Linked DNA regions of Sus scrofa: region 1 is linked to region 2. A link is a contact called in public HiChIP or PLAC-seq data. All regions are on one chromosome and are shown on one strand. Each heading gives the region's core, a stretch centred on a gene start, on an enhancer-like site or on the middle of the called end of the contact. The rest is flanking DNA. Distances are from core to core; before and after follow the strand shown.

The links. HiChIP or PLAC-seq counts read pairs in DNA pulled down with a chosen protein or histone mark.
Region 1: a contact with region 2 is called in an H3K27ac HiChIP or PLAC-seq map of alveolar macrophages. The contact joins the promoter of ZNF688 here to the promoter of SRCAP in region 2. A contact is called at or near these places in 2 of 47 Hi-C or Micro-C datasets (embryonic fibroblasts and heart right ventricle) and 1 of 2 datasets of contacts at active chromatin or transcription factors (alveolar macrophages).

Annotation. Positions count from the first base shown.
Region 1 is chr3:17,789,930-17,792,876 of Sscrofa11.1, forward strand. It overlaps ZNF688 (zinc finger protein 688), which reads left to right and starts at 1,501. Exons shown (of 2, transcript XM_013992457.2): 1 at 1,501-2,725. The coding sequence starts at 2,530.
Region 2 is chr3:17,701,463-17,704,624 of Sscrofa11.1, forward strand. SRCAP (helicase SRCAP) reads right to left here and starts at 1,400. Exons shown (of 34, transcript XM_005653006.3): 1 at 1,073-1,400.

The DNA.
Region 1 (2,947 bases), core at 251-2,750, 89 kb after region 2:
TGTTGACTCCTCCCTTTTCCTCCACACTTCCAGGCTTTCCTTTATTGAGAATTTCCAGACAATGGAGTTTGCTTTTACTCCAGGCCAAGTTTCAAGACTTGTTAAGGCACCAGTCTTTGAGCTTCACTCCCAGGGGCCATATACTCAGCCATTCACGCTGCCTCCTAAGGCAGGCCAACGGCTGGAACACACTGCTAAATTTCAAGTTTTATCTTTTTCCCTGTCTTAGAATCCAGGGATGGGAGTAAGAAGAAAGGAGGGCAGAAGAGGCCCAAGCGAAAAAGCGATGGAGCATGAGGGGTTGTCTATCAAGGAGTGGTTGCCATCCAGTACACCACCTGGCCCAATCACAGAGCAAACATTCCAGAGTCCACAGCAACACCAGATCCCAGACGTGCCTGCAATCAACATCGCAGCTCATGGCAAACACTGGATGCTTAACCCGACTGAGGGCCTAAGGAGGGAAATTTCCCAGAAAAAAAAAAAAAAGGGGATTTGAGATTTGATGCTATCTTTGGCAATGTGCACAACTTTAAGAAGCAGGGTAAATAATGTAAGGAGGAAAGAAAGACAATTAGAAAATTCAAGAAGGGGGAGTTCCCGGCGTGGCGCAGTGGTTAACGAATCCGACTAGGAATCATGAGGTGGCGGGTTCGGTCCCTGCCCTTGCTCAGTGGGTTAACGATCTGGCGTTGCCGTGAGCTGTGGTGTAGGTTGCAGACGCGGCTCGGATCCCGCATTGCTGTGGCTCTGGCGTAGGCCGGTGGCTACAGCTCCGATTCGACCCCTAGCCTGGGAACCTCCATATGCCACAGGGGCGGCCCAAGAAATAACAAAAAAGACAAAAAAAAAAAAAAAAAAAAGAAAGAAAATTCAAGAAGGAATTCCCATGGTGGCTCAGCAGGTTAAGAACCTGACTAGTATCAAATGAGGAAGCAGGTTCAATCCCTGGCTTTGATCAGTGGGTTAACAATCCAGTGTTGCCTTGAGCTTCAGTTGAGGTCGAAGAATCAGCTTGAATCTGGAGCGGCTGTGGCTGTGGCTTGGTGTAGGCTGGTAGCTGCAGGTCCGATTGGTACCCTAGCCTGGGAACTTCCATATGCCAGGAAAAATTTTTTTTTTCAGGAAAAGTAAGCAGTTGACAAGAAAATCAATATAATAACAACATACATAGGATATGTTACTATCATTTATTGCATTAAGTATTGGGGAAAAGAAGGGAATGGGCTAGAAGTTAAATATCAAATAGACTAACAGGGTGCCCATAGTGTCTAAAATGAGTACAGGGAGTTCCCGTTGTGACTTGATGGTAAGGAATCTGACTAATATCCATGAGGACTTGGGTTTGATCCCTGGCCTCGCTCAGTGGGTTAAGGATCTGGTGCTGCTGTGAGCTGTGGTGTAGGTCGCAGATGCAGCTTGGATCTGGCGTGGCTGTGCCTGTGGCATAGGCCAGCGGCTGTAGCTCCGATTCAACCCCTAACCTGGGAGCCTCCATATGCCGAGGATGTGGCTCTAAAAAGACAGAAAAACAAACAAAACAAAAACAAAAAACCTCCCTCATTCCAATTCCAGCCTCATCAAGCACTTTCCTCCATCCGTGGCTCAAGTCCAGAGACTGAGCAAGCGGAGCTGCGGGTGGCTTCACAGCTGTGGGTGGGTTGGACTGCAAACCCACAGTACCTGGTCTCCATCTCTGCTGTCCCCACCTCCCCAGGGTTTGGCTGCAGAGGCTGGGGATGGCTTCTGGATCCTACCGCAAGGAGGTGTGGAGGGAAACTGGGATCCAAACCAAGCTCCCCAAAGCTAGGTCCTCTGTGGGTTCCAGAGTCCCCCTGATTGGCCGCGGTGCAGCATGGGCAGGGAGAGTGTTGGAAGCCTCCTGTCTGTCTATCTTTCTTTCCCTTTTAAGTTTTATTTTAAATTCTGTTGAAGTATAGATTGACAATATTGTGTTAAATTTGCTCTACAGCTAAGTGACTCAGTCACATACATGTATTTTTTCATAGTCTTTTCCATTATGGTTTATCACAGGATATGTAAGATAGTTCCCCGTCCACGTTTCTTGAAAGCTAGAAAGCTCCCCTCCGCCTCCTCTACTCCCTGCCGCCAGGCACTTCCCTCAAAACCCACCTGCGAGGCCATTGTATTTAAGGGCAAGTGAACGATGAAGCCAGAGAAGCCAGACCGGCGCCATGTTTGATAAGGTCAATGGGTGGCGCCCTTAAGGGCAACCAGTGGCAACTGAAGCCAGGAATATCGCCATATTTTCTGAAGGTACCTTCCGGGTCCCTCAACCCGGTTGTCTAAATCGAAGCTGCCCGTGAAGTGAATAAACACCGAGGGGGGTCTGTTTGTCCGCATCAGAATCCTGAATCCCAAACCGCCAGTCCTTGCTCCCTCAGTCCCTCGGCCGCGCTCGGAAGCCGAGGCTGGGCGGGGCCGGGTTCGGGAGCCCTTCCTGCGGACGACGAAAGCTGAGGCCGGGCGCGGGGACCAGGCGGCCGCTGCTCGGGGCTGGGAGGCCCCATGGCGCCGCCTCCGGCCCGGCTCCCGGTGCTGAGACCGGGGGATACTGGGCCGGGTTGCAAGAAGCCCGCGGCCGTGAGGTTCGCGGACGTGGCCGTGTATTTCTCCCCGGAGGAGTGGGGGTGTCTGCGGCCCGCGCAGAGGGCCCTGTACCGGGACGTGATGCGGGAGACCTACGGCCACCTGGGCGCGCTCGGTGAGGCCCCGGGTCAGAGCACCCCTCCACCTTCACTGGGGTTCAGAGGGGAGATGACATAAGAACCGAGAGGATCGTGAGCCCCGACCCCGCACTATTCCGCCAATGGCACCAGCCACCTCCCATCCCCCCAGCACTTCAGGCACCCTCTCCGAGTCCTTCCACCCGCACCCGCCCGCTTCGGGCAGGAGCCCTGCAGACCCACCCTGTCCAGGTTGAGCC
Region 2 (3,162 bases), core at 150-2,649:
TCCAGTAAGGGCTGAACATAGGAGAATCCAACCTTTCTCAAGGCAGGGCCCTGGGCCTCCTATGCTGCGCCAGGAGACACTTCCCCAAACACAAGAACTACAACAGGAGACCTTAGAGGAGCAGTCAGGAGGGGAGAAAGGCCGAACAGCAAAGACCCATGCCCCGGAAATAGGCAGGGTAAACCCACACAAGGCCCGGAAGTGTTTCCCCAGTGTTTAAGGAAGCTCCTTAACCACACTGCAGCCTTTGATTCACTCCCTCTTCCACAACTGATTCACTGGACTCAAGCTAACCAGGATCCAAGAAGCCCGAACTCTTGACCCCAGGCTTCATCACCATCTCCTAAGCCGTCCCAACAGCCTGACCCGGCGTGACCCCTGACCTCTGCCCCAAGTTGCCACTAGCCCTAAGATGGCCCCGCCCCCTCCAGACTCCCACCGCACCCAACGTGCGCGACAGACTGGGGGAGGGGCCCGCGCGTGCGCGCCTGGAGGCGGAGAGAGCCGGCTGTGCTCACCGCCCCGGGGCTCCCGCCAGAACCCAAACCCACGCACACAAGGGTCGCAGGGCTGGGAAGCCTCTCGTCCCTGCCCGTCAGGGAGCCCCCCACCACCAGACCGAGAGAGCTTAAGATAAGGAAGGGTTCGTGCCGCCAGATCTTGGCTCCGGACTGGATATGGTGGGCGCGCGCCCCAACTACTCGTCCCACGCCCCCCTTCCTCTTCTCGCGCGCCCCTGAGGTGGGGGGCTGGGGTTGGTGGGCGGGCAGGAGCGCACCTGGGTCCGTCCTCTCAGGGCTCGCTCGCTCGCTCAGGCACGCGTGCGCAGACGGGCGGAAGGGGAGAGAAGACGCGCCCCAGCCCAGTGCCGGCCGGTCTGGCCCCCCTCAGCCTGTCTCTATGGGCGCGCGCCGACAGCCTCGCGCACCGGCCCCGGGGCCCCGGCCGAAGGTGCGCGCGCAGCACCCCGGGAAGGTGGGAGGGGAGGCGGTGGCGGAAAGATGCGCGCGCAGTCAGCCGTCAGGGGAGGGGGAACTGTGGAGCGTCCGCCATCTTGTCTCCCTCTCCTTACCTGCGTCCTCGGGGGCGTGCGCACCACCCCCCCCTCCCGCCGAGGAGGGGGAGGGCCCCCTCTTTGCCGCCTCCTTCGCGGCCTTTAAATCCCCCTGAGGCCCGCGGCTACTGCCACCGCCTTGCTTCCACTGCTTCCTCTCACGGCACAGAGATGCGGGAGGTGGGTGGGGAAAATGGGAGACGCTACTCGCAGCGAACCGCCGCCGCCGCTTCCGAGGCCTCACCAAAATGGCCGCCGCCGTCTCGGCCGCCACCACCAACACCACCGCCACCACCACAGCTCACTATCGCTACCGCCGGCGCGGCCCGTCCTCTCGCGAGACAGTAACTGGAGGTTGGGAGAGCAGGGAGCCTCGCGTGCTAACGTAGGGCGCTACCCGAAGCGCAAGGCAGGCTGGGAAATGTAGTCCGCCCGGAGGCTCCGCGCCTTTCCCGCAGCAGAGCTCTTTACCCTCCACCGGCTAACCTGCCACTGGGGCTGCATTGCAGCTGCCCACTGGGACGTGGCCACCGTACCTTCTTTTATAGATCACCCAGAGAGCTGAAGGAATTTCTCAGGTACTTTCAGCAAGTTAGCAGTGGAGCCTGGATCTCTGGATTCCCGTTGCAGTCCACTCGTATAGAGCCAATGCATTTGACACATGGGTGGTATTGTTGATAGCTCCTAAGCATTTATGCATCAGGTCGCCAACTTTCTGAGTTAAGAACCCCTTAAATTTGTTGTGTTTTGGGGGTTTTTTTGGTAATGGTTGGGTTGGCTGCACGCCGGGCATGCGGAAGTTCCCTGGCCAGGGATCAAATCCGTGCCAAAGTGGGGACCAGAGCCCCATCAGTGACCACCGGAGATCCTCAACCCGCTGCGCCACCAGGGAACTCATTTGAGAATCTGATACCCTCACCCTGGAATAGAATAATAATAATAACGTACCTTTTACTGAGGGCACCTTGTGCACGATCTCAATCCCAACAATGCTCCATTTATAAATGATTTGAGGCTCATAGAGTAATAGAGCTCAAAGCCAAGATTCATAGCCAAGCAGTCTAAGTCACAAGGTTACAAGCACTGTCACAAAATCTACCTCATGAGGGCCGACCACCCAGGAGCCAGGTTAGGAGGCCATAATAAAGCTTTCATTCAGCTCTTCACCTGCTCAGTTTAGATCTCCATTCTACTCTAAGAGTTGATGATTCTCTCTGACCTTGACTTGAAGTTCTGTTTTTCTTTTTCTTTTTTTTTTAAACTTTCTCTTTTTTTAATATTTTTTTTATTTTATTTTTTTAATTTTTTTTGTCTTTTTGGCATTTCTTGGGCCGCTCCCATGGCATATGGAGGTTCCCGGGCAAGGGGTCGAATCAGAGCTGTAGCCGCCAGACTACGCCAGAGCCATAGCAACGCAGGATCCGATTCGCGTCTGCGACCTACACCACAGCTCACCGCAACGCCGGAACCTTGACCCCACTGAGCAAGGGCAGGGATCAAACCCGCAACCTCATAGTTCCTAGTCGGATTTGTTAACCACTGCGCCACGACGGGAACTCCGAAGTTCTGTTTTTCTTACAGCAAATACCAGTGGTTGAAAACTCAAACCTAGAAGGACCAAGAAGATGATGTAAATAAAGCAAAGAGGGGCAGATGAGGAATGTTAGGAACAGGAGGCCGTATACTCTGACCAAAAGGAATAGTCAGCTCAAACCAATGTTCACCCTACAGGAATGTGGGCCAAAATACATCAGATTCAGCCACAGGCTGCCAGTTTGCTACCGCTGACCTGTGCTAGAGCCTCAAGGCATACAGAAGCATGCAAGGTAGATTTGTTGATTGAAAAAAGTGGATAAATGCCCAATCGTTTAGGCCCAGTTCAAAGTCTTTTTTTCCAGACCAAGCTTACATATTTCTGAGACTATCTCATAGAACAACACCAAGCTCCCGAAAGATCTCGTATTTCTTAGCCTTCTCATGTACTTTTTCATCCTTTTTCAATATTTTTCCTTCAGAAGTTTCCTTCACAACCCCCAGGTGACCACTCTTGACCACTCACAGGCTGGCTTAATACCCCTTCTGGCTCCCATAGCCTCCTGGACTTCATG